2 separate regions of the Zea mays genome follow, and region 2 is linked to region 1. The links are chromatin contacts, called in public Hi-C maps. All regions are on one chromosome and are shown on one strand. The core of a region is the stretch at or near the end of the contact, and the rest is flanking DNA. Distances in the headings are between cores, read along the strand shown.

Evidence for each region. A called contact is a pair of places that touch in the nucleus more often than the background predicts.
Region 2: a Hi-C map of leaf shows a contact between it and region 1, with 3 times the contacts expected there. The contact joins the promoter of LOC103643278 here to the promoter of LOC100217199 in region 1. A contact is called at or near these places in 9 of 25 Hi-C or Micro-C datasets (bundle sheath, ear, leaf and 2 more) and 1 of 3 datasets of contacts at active chromatin or transcription factors (leaf).

Annotation. Positions count from the first base shown.
Region 1 is chr1:218,550,651-218,553,844 of Zm-B73-REFERENCE-NAM-5.0, forward strand. LOC100217199 reads right to left here and starts at 1,653. Exons shown (of 11, transcript NM_001143558.1): 1 at 1,363-1,653. The coding sequence starts at 1,545.
Region 2 is chr1:218,783,258-218,786,451 of Zm-B73-REFERENCE-NAM-5.0, forward strand. It overlaps LOC103643278 (transcription factor MYB16), which reads right to left and starts at 1,484. Exons shown (of 2, transcript XM_008666441.4): 1 at 959-1,484; 2 at 1-472. The coding sequence starts at 1,284.

The DNA of each region.
Region 1 (3,194 bases), core at 403-2,902:
GTGCTAAAGCTCTAACCTCTCTCCAAGTCGGTGGGTTAGGCACTTAGTGTTTTCCCTTGTGTTGGTCGTGGTAGTGTTTGTTTGTATCAGGTGACAGTTGTGTGTGTCCTCTATGTACTAGGGGTCTTTACCCTTCCTTATTTCTTCTAAATATAATGATACAGAGCTCTCCTGCATATTTGATAAAATAAATAAACATTTTCTATTTTGCATAGAATAAAATATCTTTATATAAGCTGCCTTCCACGAGACCACACATGAAGTTCAACAGATCTTATAAATTACGACAAGCTAGCTAGTGCTTATCCTTCTGAAAACAGGTATTCCATTGCTAGCAGTTAACATAATATTGATGCTACAAAATATATATCAACGAGACAGGCATTTCATCCATGATTCTAGGATGAGGAACAAAAATCTCTTAGTAACCAACAATCCACTCCATCACATATATAATGTTGTCAAACAAGTTAACATTGTACAAAACGGAGCATTAGAAGATGAATATAATAATCATATTCCTCCAAGTTTCATCCTCTTAAACTTCAACTCAATCATCGTCACTCTGTAAAATATAATGCAACTACGCAATACTTGATATAAATGGGCAACACGCAGTACAAATATGTTTTCCTCTAAATGTACACAACCAATTAAGGAAACAAACAAAATTAGTTCTTCATTTATACAATATCGGCATATCACGTGTTCCGTGAGATAAATAAAGTGAATGATTGGACATGTGGGCTGTGGCCACTTCTGATGAGTACAATTTCATTGAAATTCTAGCTTACATTAGATTGGACACAACCTAGGAGTACTGAAAATCCATGTAACATAACCATACTAAACCACACCAAAAGCAAACAATACACATTAACATTAACACCTAGAATATCTAGCTAGAACAGCATATTCCTAATGCATGCCTTAAAGTCAATGCATTTCATCTAATATAGTGGCACTGTTGTTGTAAGTTGGCACCTGAGCTGTAATAGTATGCAGCTATAATAATAGCAGTCGACCCTAAAAGTTCGATGAAATACTAATAATCACCACCAACCAACACCCTGACGTTCACAAACAAATAACATCTAAATAGATGAGATTAAATATCATGAATTACCTAAATCATGATCTAGGGCATGCCCCACAAGAACCTAATACATGACACATATTGCTTATAGTTTACCACAATGAACACCATGCAACAGTACAATCACTAGATGCTATCTCGTCACACCGAAAATCGCAAATTTCTCGTAATCTCAGTCATCCTTACAGCAGAAACAGGGCGCAAATCGCTACCGATATCGCAATCGATCCGAGAAACGGGGAGTTGAGCAGAGAGCAGGGGCTTACAAACTCGACGAATGCCTGGTTGCGGTTAGCGCCGACGTTGCACATGGTGTTTACGACCCGGCCGAAGGGTTTGCAGAGGTCGACGAGCTCCTCCTCGGTGCACTCCCATGGCATGTTCCGAAGATGCAGCACCTTGGACGGCGTCTGCGTGTACCGAAATTGCGTCGCCGACCCGGGCGGCATCCTTGCTGGCTCGGCTTCCTCTCCGGCCGGGAACGCGGGCGGTTGTGGCACCGCTGCTAGGGTTAGGGTTTGGTGGGTTTTCTTATCGCGGCGCGGGGGTGGGAGCCGTTTCGAGGGAGGAGGAACCGAGCACGGTTGCTGAGGAAAAAGATAGGTAGAGGGGGTTGGCCTGTTGGGAAGGGGAAATGGGAATTGCCGAATTGGAATGGGGCTCGTTGGACTAGGTGGCCTGTTGAGGCGGGGATCCGATGCGTAACACCCGAAATGTGTATAAAAAATAATAATAAAATAAATACACGAAAAAATAAAATAGTAAATACAGAAATCTCAAATTATACTTGAGTGTTAAATTTTAGGACTGAATTTTGAAACCAATAACTATTTTTTAAAAAGAAGTAATAGAAAGGTTTTCAGTTCAACTACTAGATGATTATTCATTTTATTAAATGATGCGCCATAAGCATTTATTTACATGAATATTTGATTTTGAAGTGACTTTTACTTCTTACCCACATTCAAAATACTATTTTTAAAAAAAAATAAAACAATATGAGTGTTTCTCATGTTTCAAACATCTATAAATCAATTAAAATAAATACATATGTATGACTTCATAATTGATTTTGAGTATGTAATAAAAATTTGAATTCCTAAACTTTATCGTGAATTTGGATTTTTAAATTTGTAAATCAAAAGAGAATGAGAGGGGAATTTAAATTTGAATTTGGGATTTGAAAAATGGAAAAGAAGAGAGAAATATTATAGATTGCAAAATGAATTTATAAATAAATAGACTCAACCCATAATGGAATGTCCAAGTCATACATTCAAATCTAAGTACAAATTCACTACAAAATTTGAATTCAAAATTTGGACTCAATTTAAAAAACAGAATAAAGAAAAAGAAAAGGGTTCATCTCCTCTGCATGGGCCGGATTTGCTCCTCGCGGCCCACTTCTCTGGCCTTGTGCGGCTGGGATGTGCCACGCGCGCTGAAGTCGTGGCCCACTGGTCAGCTTCTTGCGTCATCACCTATCGCTGGTGTGTGGTTCCCACCGGTCAGGATGGTCTTCTCTCCTCTCGCAGACGCTCTGTTTCAACCATCGCCCGTGAAGACCGAGTCCGAGAGCATCTCCTGGGCTAATTCGGTCGCTCCGTTGGCGCGATTTTGGCGGTGATCGTGTCACGGGCTACAAATACCAGAGTCGTGGAACCCTCCGTTGGAACCGCGCCTAGGATTAGCTCGGAATCGTCGTACCCAATTTCTACGGGGAAGATCACGGACGCCGCCGCGGGGTGAGCGACGGCTCAGCGTTGTTCGACCCTGGGAGCGTAGCTTTGGGAACCTCCGGTCTGCCGTGGGGTTGGTCGTGGCGGTCGGCATCATCTCAGTGCGCCGCGGTGCTGTGTGCTGCTCGTAAGAGTGGGGCGAGCGTAGCCGCGTAGGGACTTCCTCCACACCGTGGTCGGGCATCTCTGTGGCTCCTACCTCTGGTAAGGCTTCCACCCCGTGCTCGCCTCGTCTTCACCGGCGTGTATACCGCGATTGGGATAGATTAGAGTATTGGGGCGTTGGCAATTGCTCACCGGTGTTAATCCGGCTTGGGTTGCCACGGTTCACCATGGTTGTGAAGCTGGGCTTGTCAATT
Region 2 (3,194 bases), core at 234-2,733, 230 kb after region 1:
CCACACTGCACAGTTGCTTTCTGATACGTCTAGTCTATTGGTCCTGGGGGTTGGCAGCGTTCCACTATTACTCCCTGTAAACGTCAGCGTGGAGGTTGGAGACTCCAGGTCTATCTTTGCACCCTGCCATGCATGAAGCACGTCAAGGCATGGAGAAGCAGCAGAGGCAGGTAGTATCGTTGGCTGCGCATGGAGAGCAGTTGGTGTTGGCGTTGCTGTCCGTATCTTCGATTCTCGAGCCAGCCGTGCCTCAGCCTCGAGGCGGGCGCTCTCCCATTGTGCCATGTGGCTGAGGCTTGCGGCGGCCTTGGTTGATTTGTCGTTTGTGGTGCCAATGCGAGTGCCACTGATAGATTTGTGGGTGACAGGATCGATCCCCATCTTGGCCAGCCTTTTCTTGAGGTGTGTGTTCCAGTAGTTCTTGATCTCATTGTCCGTGCGATTTGGTAGATGGGTTGCAATGGCCGACCACCTGAACAAGTGCCATGAAACGAACCTATGATTTAAAATTAACATCTTGTATTCATCTACCATGTATGCCGAAATTCTAGGTTGGAGTACAGAACTAAGAGGACTGAGGGAGGGGGGACATGAGACGGCAAATTAAAAAAAGTACAGATGCCATGCCATAACTCGGTACATGCAGCAGGATAGATAGATTGGTGCACTTAGATGCCTGCATACAGAAGATGCACTAGAAAATCCGTTCTAATTCATTATAAATACACTGACAATCCTTTCTTCTCTGCTTTCAGATGTGACAGAGGCTCACGTATATGCTTTGTAAATTGTCACTAAATGGTAGGCAGCAGTCTGATAGGAACAGACAGTGCACTTCGTCTTAGCAGAAAGGAGCCAGATAAGATACGTATGCTAAAGGATCTCTTGTGCTCTGAGCACTGCAGATGATATGACTTACTGTAACAATCTGGAGTTGACTAATTTCACTGGTACTCACCTGTTGCCTAAAAGAGCATGAAGCTGGATGATGGTCTGCTCTTCTTGCAAGCTGAACTTGCCCCTCTTGATGTCCGGTCTCAGGTAGTTTGTCCACCTCAGTCTGCAGCTCTTCCCACACCTCTGCAAGCCTGCAAGACTGTTGGTCGAGATCTCACGAACAATGTTCATTGGGAAGATGGTAGAATACTCACCCGCCTTCACAGGCAATGCTCGCCAACTCCCATGTCCGTGCTCCTGAATGTAGGCAAGCAGCTTCTGATCCTCCTCCGGTGTCCACGGGCCTTTCTTCAGTCCAATCTTCTCACAGCATGGCGATCGCCCCATTAAAGCAGTGTGATTTGTTAATTTTTTTTTCTGAACTCGAGCTGACAGCTGAGTTCAGAGGTGCTGAAGGCTAAATAGAGCAGGATGAGAAAACGACAAGCCACACTGCCACTGCTATAAATCTGTAGTATGATAGGAGGTATGAGCACTGAATTTTCCATTCCTTATCGTGTCATAAATGCCCTTATGTTGGGTTGCTTCAGTTTTGTTTACGAGGTACAAGTATTCGTACATTTCCTTATCGATCTACTGAACGTAAAAATACAGTAACAAACAAGTGCCTTCATTTGAGGGTCAGTTTAACACTGAGGTCCAGTTTGCTATGGCCCACGAATTTAAAACCGCAATAACTCCATGGTGATTTGGGTCCCACAGGTGACACCAAGTCCAGGTTGGTGTTGGGGTAAGGCAAAGAAATGATTCATTTCCTTGAGGTGAGATGGGTCAAGGCTACGGGTCTGTTGTTTGATTTAGGCACCGCACCATATTGAAGTCATTTGAGCTTAGCAGCTTACTTATTCTAATTCCTATATTCAAACTCCACTCTAAGAACAATATAAAACAGTGTTTTGAGTGACCATATTAGTGAACTGTTGGAGACGATTTTGTGCTTTGAATGTTTCCAGTACAGTTAATGGTATTTATGCTTTCAAGACCAGTTATTTAGCCTAGTGGAGAGGTAATATATATCAACTCCCTTGCTATGCTTTCAAGATCACTTGTTCGTGGTGTAATGCCAAAAAAAAAAAAAAAATCTGACTGAGGATTTCATCTTGACAAGTCTGTCACGTACTCATGTGCAGTGTGAGCAGCTATAATTGGGGTCGAAGTATTTTTAGCCTATAATCATCTTGGTCCAGCTTTAGCTGGAGTGCAGGTCATTTCATTAATCCCGTTTTGCCTATGTGGCATATAATTGCGTCTTGGTTTAATGCTGAGCTGAATGGACGAAATAATCAACCTAGCGTGGGGAAGAACTTGAGAACTGTGGATGTCTAGTAGGGTACCGAAGTCATTGCTTTGTGGGATGCAGGAGTGCATGTAGAGGTGATAATGGATCGTGATGCAAATGCTTTTTCACAAAATGGTAAGGCTCTAAATAAATTTAAGTTAAAAAAGAATAGAAATATAGCTCGATCCTAATCCGATCCGAATAGAAATAGAGCTCGATCCTAATTTGATTCGATCCTTAAATTTTATAGTGTAAAATTTAGAGCCCCTCGTCACCTGAACTGCAGGAGACGTTAGATCATTGCAGTGTTGTTTTTCAGAATAGAGGAAAGGAAGAGAAAATGAATATGCGGTTTGATCACTGTTGTTGCGGTTTCTACAGTATTATTCATCTGATATACTGTTGTAGGTATTGTTCATCCGAACAGTAAAAAGGAGTGTTTTCTTTTTTTCCAAAGTTCTAAACACCTGCAGCAATAGAGTTAAGAAAAGTTAAGGAACAAATGTGTTTTTGAAGGTGTTCTGCCTAGTGTCGCCAGGGCCATGTCTTTAGTTGAGGTCTTGAGGATGAGTATAATTTTTGGTGTCTTGCTGGTGCTAAGGGTTTGTCCTTGCTCTCAGTTTATGGTCATGAACTAGGTCGAGGCACGTTGTTGCTTCTCTGGAGTAGATATTTTAGTATTAGTTTATCAGTGTTGTGTCTTTTTCTTTTTTCTGTAGGGCTATTGTTCTCTTTCTATCTTTTAATGCAATTGTTGGGGAACTTTCTCCTCCGAAGGTCTTCAAAAACATAACTAACCATATGTCTTCAGCATGACCTAAATTATTGCAGGAGGCTTCAACTTCGGAATAGAGATCTTTTTCTGTACCAAGAGTAGAGGTGTAACCCGAAGGTAACAAGAATAGGTGACGAAGCTATAGTCAAGGGACTTCAGCTCGGGTTGATGACGAAGACCAAA